Linked DNA regions of Sus scrofa: all the other regions are linked to region 3. Evidence: chromatin contacts called from public HiChIP or PLAC-seq data. All regions are on one chromosome and are shown on one strand. Each heading gives the region's core, a stretch centred on a gene start, on an enhancer-like site or on the middle of the called end of the contact. The rest is flanking DNA. Distances are from core to core; before and after follow the strand shown.

Region 1 (3,424 bases), core at 769-3,268, 400 kb before region 3:
TTTACACATTAACTTGAAGAAAGTTGACATGTCTGTGATGTTGAGTCATCCTATCCTCAAATGAGGGATTTCTTCCCATTTGTTCAAGTCTACTTTTGTTATGTCTGGGAATTTTTTATAATCCTCATGTAGGTTTTTGTGTACTTCTTGAGTTTATGCCTAAGTCTTTCTTTTCTGTTATTGGAATTAGGGTTCATTATGTTTTCTAGTTTGTTCCTGTAAATAATAGACTAACGCCATTTTTTTATGTTGAATTTTATGTCCTGCTTCTGTACCAAATTCTCAAATTGTTAGTAAGATTTTAAAAGTTGATTCTGGGAGTTCCCATCATGGTGCAGCAGAAACTAATCCAACTGGTATCCATGAGAATGTGGGTTCGACCCCTGGCCTCGCTCAGTGGTTGGGGATCTGGTGTTGCCATGAGCTGTGGTGTAGGTTGCATGCAGATGCAGCCTGGATCCTTAGTTGCCGTGGCTGTGGTGTAGGCTGGCATCTGTAGCTCTGATTTTACCCCTAGCCTGGGAACTTCCATATGCCCTGGGTGCGGCCCTAAAAATCAAGTTAAAAAAAAAAAAAAAAAAAAGTTGATTCTCCCAAGGTTTTCTGTGTATGCTATCATATCATCCACAAATAGAAATCTTTTTTTCCCAATTTCTTTTCTTTTCCCATTCTTACAGCTCTAATTTTTTTCCCAAGCCCTAATTATTCTCTCCAGAGCCAAGAGTGATGGAATGAGTGACAGAAGTTCTGGGGAGGTGGGAGGGACTGGGAACTGGAGCACAGGAGGAAGGAATCTTTGAGGAAAGTGAGAGAGGCAGCTTTCACCTTTCTATGCAGAGAAGTCAGTAGACTTTGAGCATCTGACTTGTTAATCTCCTCTGGAGAGAGGGAGCCTGTGGTGGAGATGAGTGTTGGCCTCCCAAAATAGCTAAGGCTGGAATGAGGCATGTCCACTCTAGTCCAGTGGATGAGCACTGGGCCAAACCCACTCCAAGCTAGCCTGATCCTGACTTTTCTGGTGAGACCAGGAAAATTCATTCACAGTTTGCTGCCAGATAAATTAAATGAATAAACAAATGTTTAAGAAGACCTATAATTTTGTAGAAAGGAGTTAGGTAATATTGAGAATCCTTTAAATGATTAAATCAGAGCTCCTTGCCTTCAAGGAATTATTTGATTCACTTTATACCAATGGTTGTGTATATTAGCAACACCTGAGATATTTAAGGCCCTATCAGTTCCAGGTCCCATCACTAGAGATTTAATTTGGGGATGGAGCCCCAGGGTAGCTGCAGTTTTAAAAGATTCCCAGGCGGTTCTAATGAAGCCAAAGCTTAGCGTCCTATACTAGCCTACAGATGTTATCTGTGTCTGCTTCCTTGACAGAAGGCGACCACTTAGATCAGGTGTCCAGGGAGGGAAATCGCTTTGCCACCCAGCCCTAAGTGTCCAACGAGGGGTATGGCTTTTTTAACTCAAATTCAGAGTGCTGCATGCACAGAAGCCTGGGGCCCAGCACCTGTATTTTACAACTCAGAGCGCAGATTTCTACTCAGCGCCTCCTGTGCAGTCCTGAAAGGGCTAAGCACTTTTGCAAATAGGGATCGCGTGGGCTCAACCAGGTGAAAGTACTTTCGCCTTTCCGTTTTTGTCTGTTGTGAGCACTGCTGTATGGACAGAGCCTAGCATAGTGCCTGGTATATAATCCGCTCTCAACGTCGTCGCTAAAAGGATAGTGAACGAATTCCAGGCAACCCAGCATTATTGTTAATGTAATACTGGATCACTGAAACGCATTTCTATTTGTGTTCCTGGGCCAAGACCTCCCATCCGATCTGGTCCGCAGCCAGAGAAACCGCCTCCACACCGGGTATCTCCCCACCTGACCCAGCCGTTCGGGGGCCGAAGACCTGCCCTAATAAGGCAGCGCGGGGAACTGGATCCGGTACTCGGAGGCAGACAGTAGGAGTGTCCTGCCTCGCACATGCGCACAGTTTCTGCGCCCGTTTCTTGAGGAGCGGGCGCAGGCTCAGAGGAGAGCGTTCTTCCTCCCTGGCTCCGCCCCGGTGGCTCCTGCGGGGCGGGGTGAAGGCCCAGCCGGCGGCTGCGCGCGTGCGCGGAAGAGAGCTGAGGGGCGGGGGCGCCGAGGCCGGCAGGGCTTGAGCGAGCTGAGACGATGCAGGTGAGTTAGCCGGTGGGTCGGGGGCGACGTTTGGGGGTTACGGCCACTCGTTGGCCCCGCTGGGTCTGCTGGAGGCGGGCTCTCCGGGCTGGGCCTGTGGGAAGCACCGGGCGCCGCGGCCTGGGGAGGCCACGCGAGACGAGACCCGCGCAGGCGCAGTGTGGGATGGGCGGGCGTGGTCCCGCGGGTCCCCACCCCGTCTGTCCCACCCCCAAATCTCGTTTGCGGGGCTGCCTTTCCTTGAGGTCACCTGGGGCCTGTGAAAGACACCCGGGGTACCACCTGGCGGAGTTACGTCCTCCGTGTTACCTATCTCAGCACCTGGGAAGGTGTGTTAGGACTCCTTGCGCGGATAGAAGCTGAACCTTGGAGGGGTCCCGCCTGGGAGTCCGAAAATGTAACAGTGGCGGGACCCGTGTTCCTGAGTACATCTAGGGCTGGGTGAAGGGTGCTTTCACCCTCTCCCCGCAGCATTGGTGTCCAGGTTCTGGTGCGCTCCTTTTGGACCGGGGGCTTCCAGAGCTCAGCCCGAGGGTTCCACTACCCAGTTACTTTCCGTCAAGAATGTATAGAACCAAATCCCCCGGGTTGGGGTGTTGTTCTTTTATGGTATGAAGAATTTGCTAGTGGAATTTGACTAAAACCCAAGGAAAATGAAAAAAAAAAAAAAGACACCATGGACATGGATGCTCTTATGAGAAAGTCTGACAACTGAATTTTGTCACTTTTGAAAGACCCTCCTCCAAAGGTCATTCTCCTGCCTCCCAGATCTCGCTGTGGTCATGGATTCTGATGAACTCACCCCTTACTCAGTGGCTGAAAGGCAGTGGCGTTAGTATGGATTTGGCTGGGGGCTGAAGGGGGTGATCATCTCCAAAAACAGTGTCTCTGCTACCAGCCTGACACTCAGAGATGGTGGAAAGGAAGCTCCATGGCTTCTCTGGCCTGCTTTTTGTTCCCTGTCCTTCAGGTCCCTGCTTAAAAGTTTCACTTCTTTAGAGGCCTTCCCTGACCGCCCTTTGAAAGGATTCTGTTTGTTTTTCTTTTGATATATCTCAGCAAGACCCAGGAGAAGGAGCTGGGGCTGGAGCCTGGTTATGCCGGTGCCCTTTGCACAGAACTCCTGGGTTTTGCATTCCAGACCAGGTCCATAAGCCGGGCTCCTGCCCCCCCCCCCCCATGCAAACCAGAGTTTGGGCAGCTGGGTTGTGGAGCTGAGCACCCACTTTGACATTGACGTTT
Region 2 (3,442 bases), core at 815-3,314, 260 kb after region 3:
TCCCATTTCCTCTCCAAACCCACTTCCTCTCTGTTGTTAACTGAGGAATTTCCCCTCTCCTTTCTGAGGTCAACCCCCAAGTATCCAGGACACAGCCACCTTCCTTCTCAAAGGCCAGACTCTTTCGGTGACCTCCTGGCCATCAGAGATCCGTACCAGATTGCTCCATCCAATTTCAACATGCCTTGCTGCTGTGCTCCCCCACCCCGCCCTGGCCTACAGTTTATGCCCATTTCTCAAACCCCTCCTGAACCCTTACAGCCAACCACCTTGAGTCCCCACTTCCTCACCTCCTAATGGACTTATGTTCCTATCATTCTGCTAAAATCAGCCAAATCTAAAGTCACTTTTCTGTCCTCACTTTACCGGGCAGATTCTGAAACTGCATTAAAGAGGCTAAAACAGAACAAAATAAAAGCACAGAAAAAAGGCTCTGACTTGCAGCAGCAGCAACTTTAAAGAAAGATTTTAATCACATTAAGTTCAGAATGACTCTTGCTCTCACAAGGCCTCACAGAAATACTGCCATGTTCACTGATGATCAAATTATTACTTGGATTTCAGTTCTAAGAATGATACCCTTGCAAAATATGCCTCCTAGACTCTCACGACTTCTAGAAGATGTGACCTGCTGCCCTGGAGAATCGTGTATGTGGGAAGGGTCGCCTGGCAAAAAGTATGATTGCAACTTAAAAATTTTCCTCTAAACTCAAGCCTCAAAGAATCGGACTGGGAGTAGAGCCAGCACTGCAACCTTCTATTTAGCACGTGAGAAAACAGTACCCCAACTTAAGGCCAGGTTTTCTGACTCCAGGTTTAGCATATTGACATGTTTTAGGAAAGCGAAGAAAGCCAGACCCTGGAATGCTCCTACTCCTGCTCCACCTGCCTCGGGGCGAGGCCGCCTGGCAAGGGACCCACGATTAGGAACCAGGAGACTTTCTATCCGTGAGAACCACCATCCTCCTCCAGTGGGTTTTAATTTCTTCCGTTCTTCCCACTGCCCTGCAGAAGACACTTCTCTTGACCTGAAGGACCCAGGGAGAAGATTTAATCTTGTTCGAAGGCTGGTCTCCCTCCTAAGAGCACCCGGGGTGTGTGGGGGGGGGTCACACCCAGTAAACCTAGAGCTTCCCCCGTGGTTCCCGACAGTGGGAGCCCATCGCTGTCCCGCCTCTAGCCCTCCTTGCTGCTGCCCCTCGGGGTAGGGTCTGAGGACCCGGCCTTCGGCCGGGACCGCGGCGCAGACACCCACTCCGTCCCCGCGCCCCGGCACCTCACCCGCGTGGGACATGGGCGAAGTGAAGTTCCCGTAGTGCTCCTCGTTGTACAGGACCACCGCCGAGGCGTTTCTTCGAGCCGCTGCCAAGACCTTGTCCTTGAAGGTGCAGCCCCCGCGCGCCACCAGCGCGACCCAAGGCGCGGCCCCTTGAACGCCGGGCACGAGGAAGCGCGTGTAGGGCTCGCAGCCCTCGGGGTCGCGGTCTTCCGCGCGCGGGACGCCCACCAGGCCGTGCGCGCCCTCCTTAGGCGAGCTGTCGCCGAAGCGGCCGCTTTCCGAGACGCTCCGCACGGTCCGGTTGGTCTGCGGGTCCACGTATTCGGTGCTCACCACCGCCGAGAACCACTCGAGTGCCCGGCCCCGGGCGCCGGGGGAGCACAGGGCCAGCGCTAGCAGCGCCAACGCGCCGCGGGCCTGGAGCCGCCGCCGCCGCCACGCCATGGCCCCTGCCGCCGGGCGACTCCCGGAGGGCCGGAGGGAGCGCGCGTACAAGGGCTCTGAGGAGAGCAGAGAAGCGGCCGCCGGCGGCCGAGCCCGGGAAAAGAGAGTCCGGGCGGCAGGCGGGGCCGCGGCGCACGCGCACCTGGAGGAGGGACGGGAGGGGCGCGGCGAGGGCGGGGCTGCGGCGCACGCGCACCTGGCGGAGCGGCGGAGGGGCGGGGGCGGGGCCTGGGCCAGTTCCTCCCCCCCTGCAGACCCCAGTGAGGTGCGCTCGGGCGGAGATCTTCCAGTGCTTGAGAGCGTCTCCACCTTTCTGCCGCTTGGAGGTCCCGGAACCCGGGGAGCCTGCGGACCAAGGCTCGGGTGTGAGCGAATGACGCGACAGTTTGCGCCAAGCCGCGTCACCCCGTGGCCAGTGGCCGAGTTTGTGCAACGGGACTTGTAGCACGCTGAACGAAGCCGGGGGAAGTGACCGCCGCAGAAACGGGAAGCTTCTTTGCTAACCGGCCGGAGGCGTGGGAGCGCTGTTGTGTAAAATCGCCGAACGGATGTTTATGAAGAATTTACTGTGCGAGGCACATGGCGAAGGCCTTGCTTATCTAAAACTTTGAAAATTAGTTTAGAAACTCCAAAGCTACACGTCTTTTCCAGATACTTTATGTTACCGATTTCAGTATTTTATGTATAATCTTTAGTATTGAAGTCATTGCATCGCACTACTTGTTCAGATGAGCACTTAAATGGTACAGCATTAAATATAAAAAGAAAATTTGTTGTTTGGAAATAAAAATCGGGTGATAGTGCACATGAAACTGCTCTGGAAAGGAAGTCTTAGCAGGAAAAGAGGTTTAGAACACTGATTTCTGACTGACTCATCTTCCTTTTTTGTACAAGGACCTGTAATCGCAGGAAGTAGGTTGCTACCACTCACATCAGGCGTTTTGTTGGGCCTTACACGCTCTCATGAGTCCTCTGTTGTTAAGCCTTTCTTGGACTGAGTGTTTTAAGATGCTGCTCCAAAATGCAGCCCACAACCCATAAGTTTTTCTTGAAATTGGATCTCCTCTCCCTTTCCCATTAGGAAACTAGTTTTCCAAAGGCTGAAAGGATCCCAGGGCTTGAGACCTTCTTCTTCTTGTCCCAGGCCTAGAATAGGGAGATCAGTTATGCTGGTCATGGCAGGCTAGGAAATGGCCAAGGACAGCCATGATTTGCTGTAGCAAAACAAATACTTGTAGTTTCCAGAAGAGGCCTTTGCAGTTTCATGCTACATCTGGCACAATCATTTCCTACTTTCTGAAATCAACCTGCTCCTGGCTCTTGTCCTGGCAAACACCAACTTCAATTTCAAGGTTTAACTCCAAAGCTATTTCTTCTGTGAAACCTTCCCCAGTTCCTAAAAGCAAACTTGGGTGCTCCTAATTTGCACGTTGCTTGTGTATGTTATGCTTATGCATAATGAGGTGCCAGCACTACTGCTTTCTAAATACAGTTTTTAGTCTTCAACTACTTGAGTTTCTTCAAGGCCGGGATTGTCTTTGCTGTTTTTCTGAGTCCACCTTAGCTAGCAGACATCATGTGTGTAATCCATGTTCGTTAAATAAGCGAAATAGCTCTTTTTCTACCCATTAAGACGCACGATTACTTACAGGTTTGTTGCTCAGAGACGCTCACAGGCTAATAGAAACAGGCCTGCAGCTGCTGAGCCCTTAGACTCAC
Region 3 (2,967 bases), core at 178-2,677:
TCAGTGGTGCCATGACCCACACATCGACACAAACTGAAAATCTTTATCCTCCACGCTGGTAAATTCATTTTTGTCAGAGGGAATTTTGTACCTGGAAAGATATCACCACTAACTGTAAGTCATGTAATGTCCAATTTATTGATCTTAAAAAGGTATCAATTAGCATTCTTTTAACCATTACACTGTCAACATTTCCCATATTAATCACATACTACCTAAACAACAGATGAGTCGATATTTAGGAATTTACAAAAAAAAATTTCCCCAATTATGAAAAGAGATTACAGATAGAAACACTCGTAAGAATTTAATTCAAATCTCAAGTCTGATACAGATTTAAGAGTTCTAAAAAGGACCCACAAAATATAACAAAATTGATTATCTTTACATCAGAACTGGCTGCAAGGTGTGAATATCACAGATTTAACTTTGTCTTGTATTTTATTCCATGATCATTCTCACGCCTTCTCAATGGTCCAGTTTTAACATACATTTCGAGGGCTCCAGTTAACTCAGCAAATAAAATTTTACACCTCCCTAGGTTTAAGGACCTTACCATACCCACGCTGCCTGCAACAAAAGAATGCAATTTCTGACCAACTTAAGGTCCAGAGTTGTCAACCCATCGGTTTGGCATGGGGATCTGGGACGTGGCTACGCGGTCAACTCACACCAGACGTGCTGGCGTCAGATTCCTCACTTTTCATTTCCAAAGTCAGATTTCTCTCTTTTCATTTCCAGGTGTTGGGGAAAAGTGCTATTGCTATTATGGGGCCATTTGCGTGTGATAGAGCTGAAAACAAATACTGCTTTAAGGTCATGAAATCACACTGATTTCTTCGATGTAAAAGTCGTATACAGTATTTTACTCCTTTCCAAGGTGATTTGTCAACTACTCTACTAACGGTGCTTCCAAAACTGACATTTCATATAGCCAATTATAAACTGTCAATTTTAATTTAAAAATACTTATTGTGCAAACCTTTCCTCGGCCTCCTCCTCACTCCTAGCCCAGCCACCCTCACCCACGGCCCGCGGCTGCACAGCAGCCTCCGCGTGAGGCTCCCGGGTACCGGGCTGCGAGGACGCCGGTTCGCGAGCCCGCCCTGCTCGACGGGAGCATCTCCAGGGCCACCAGCCTGGCGTACAGGTTCAGGCAACGCTAGCCTGGCCGATCGCTGAGAGAGTGGGAAAACCAGAAAAGCATCTTCTCGCCTCGCCTCGGTCCGCTCCTCCTGGGGGCCTAGGTTCCGGCATCCTCTAAAAGCCCTTGTTAGTGCGCAGGCAGCTGGAACGCGGCGGTAGGAAACGACGCAGAGAGGGCGACGTTCGAGCGCGCGGCCGCGGCCCGCTCAGGCCCCGCTCAGGCCCCGCCCTCGAGACAAGCTTGCATTTCTTGCGGCGCGCGCCGTGGACGTCACAGCCTCTCCCCCCGCCCACCCTTCCAGGTGACCCGGAAATTGTACTTGCGACGCCGCTTTCCTTCTCCCACAAACCCTTGCGCTCTTCCTTTCCAACCAGGGCCGGGGAAAGTGAGTATGGGTGCTGGCTCCCAGCTTGAGGAATCCGGCGCCATCCTCGCCTGGGATTGTGTCGAATGAAACAGGGGGCTCTCTCCTGAGCCGACCTGGGCCTCCGCGTTCCAGGGGCACGGGAGTCTGCGTTGCGTTTAAGGGCTCCCGGAGCCTGTGAGGGAGAGTGGCCGGCTTAGGAGAGCCGGGGCTGCAGGGGGTTCCGGGGGCGGGGGCGTCTAAGGGCGCAGACGTGCCGTGGCCCGCCGGGCTTTTCCCAGACGTGGGCCTTCAGGGACCTGGCCGGACTCTCTGCCCCTGGAAGCGTCCCGAGGCCAGGCCGGGAGGAAGGACTTGGCTTGGGTTTGTCCCACTCACTCTGAGCCTCCTTGTCGCCTGGGTCTAGATGGCTCCCGCAAAGAAGGGTGGCGAGAAGAAGAAGGGCCGGTCCGCCATCAACGAGGTGGTAACCAGGGAGTACACGATCAACATTCACAAGCGCATCCATGGCGTGTGAGTAATGCCTGCGTTCGGCCAGTGTCTTCTGACCGCGCGGGGTCTAGAAATGAACCGTTTCTTCAAGAGCCCAAGTCTTTACTGCATAGACCTTATCGAAGGCTGTTTGTAGGGTTTAAAGCGAAATGGAGGTTAACGCCTAAATAAGGGTTCTGGGAAGCCTACTTGGGGAGATGCGGTGGTAAATCGATGCTACTTCTTGCTGTGTTGATCGAATTAAACCCGGCAGGTCTAGGGGTGAGACGTGTGTGTGAGGATGAGTAGACCTTTTCACTGTCTCCAGAGTCCAGTAAAGTCAACCAGGTAACTAAAAACGCCAGGTCCGGCCCAGAGTCCGAACATTGCAATGGGGTAATTTTAGTTCTCCCACCCACACAGCTAAGTACTAAGTAATATTGGTCCAGTTGTGGTGCTGGATGTGGAAGTTCTGGAGAGGCCAGAGAAGAAAGTGTTCTGAAGTTAGCGGGCAGTGGTTTGTGGAGAAGACGCTGGCTGCATATGTGATATACAAGGACGTTGGGAATGACTGTGAATGTCGTAGTTCTTGATTTTCCTCCCTGGGGTGTGGTTTTTATAGTTCTTTGTTTATTTTTATTTTGTCTTTTTAGGGCCGCACCCGGCATGTGGAAGTTCCCAGGCTAGGGGTCCAATCAGAGCTGTAGCCACCAGCCTATACCACAGCCACAGCAACGCAGGATCCGAGCCTGGCCTGCAACCTACAGCACAGCTCTTGGCAACGCTGGATCCTTAACCCACTGAGCGGGCCCAGGGATCGAACCTGCCTCTTCATGGATGCTAGTCGGATTCGTTTTTAGTTCTTGAGCTTTGTGCGTGTTCCCCCTTTTATGCACACGGTGCTGACTAGTAATAACAGACCAAATCCATCGAGTGCTGTTATTTGGAGTGTTTTTAAGAGCCAGGGTGGTGCTGCAAAATACTC

Evidence for each region. HiChIP or PLAC-seq counts read pairs in DNA pulled down with a chosen protein or histone mark.
Region 1: a contact with region 3 is called in an H3K27ac HiChIP or PLAC-seq map of alveolar macrophages. The contact joins the promoter of PDCL3 here to the promoter of RPL31 in region 3. A contact is called at or near these places in 2 of 5 promoter capture datasets (fetal liver and liver), 1 of 47 Hi-C or Micro-C datasets (skeletal muscle) and 2 of 2 datasets of contacts at active chromatin or transcription factors (alveolar macrophages and skeletal muscle).
Region 2: an H3K27ac HiChIP or PLAC-seq map of alveolar macrophages shows a contact between it and region 3. The contact joins the promoter of RNF149 here to the promoter of RPL31 in region 3. A contact is called at or near these places in 2 of 5 promoter capture datasets (both in liver), 1 of 47 Hi-C or Micro-C datasets (epiblast stem cells) and 2 of 2 datasets of contacts at active chromatin or transcription factors (alveolar macrophages and skeletal muscle).

Annotation. Positions count from the first base shown.
Region 1 is chr3:53,691,628-53,695,051 of Sscrofa11.1, reverse strand. It overlaps PDCL3 (phosducin-like protein 3), which reads left to right and starts at 2,018. Exons shown (of 6, transcript XM_003124899.6): 1 at 2,018-2,182. The coding sequence starts at 2,177.
Region 2 is chr3:53,031,054-53,034,495 of Sscrofa11.1, reverse strand. It overlaps RNF149 (E3 ubiquitin-protein ligase RNF149), which reads right to left and starts at 2,064. Exons shown (of 9, transcript XM_013995949.2): 1 at 1,282-2,064. The coding sequence starts at 1,723.
Region 3 is chr3:53,293,847-53,296,813 of Sscrofa11.1, reverse strand. It overlaps RPL31 (60S ribosomal protein L31), which reads left to right and starts at 1,427. Exons shown (of 5, transcript XM_005662362.3): 1 at 1,427-1,532; 2 at 1,918-2,024. The coding sequence starts at 1,918.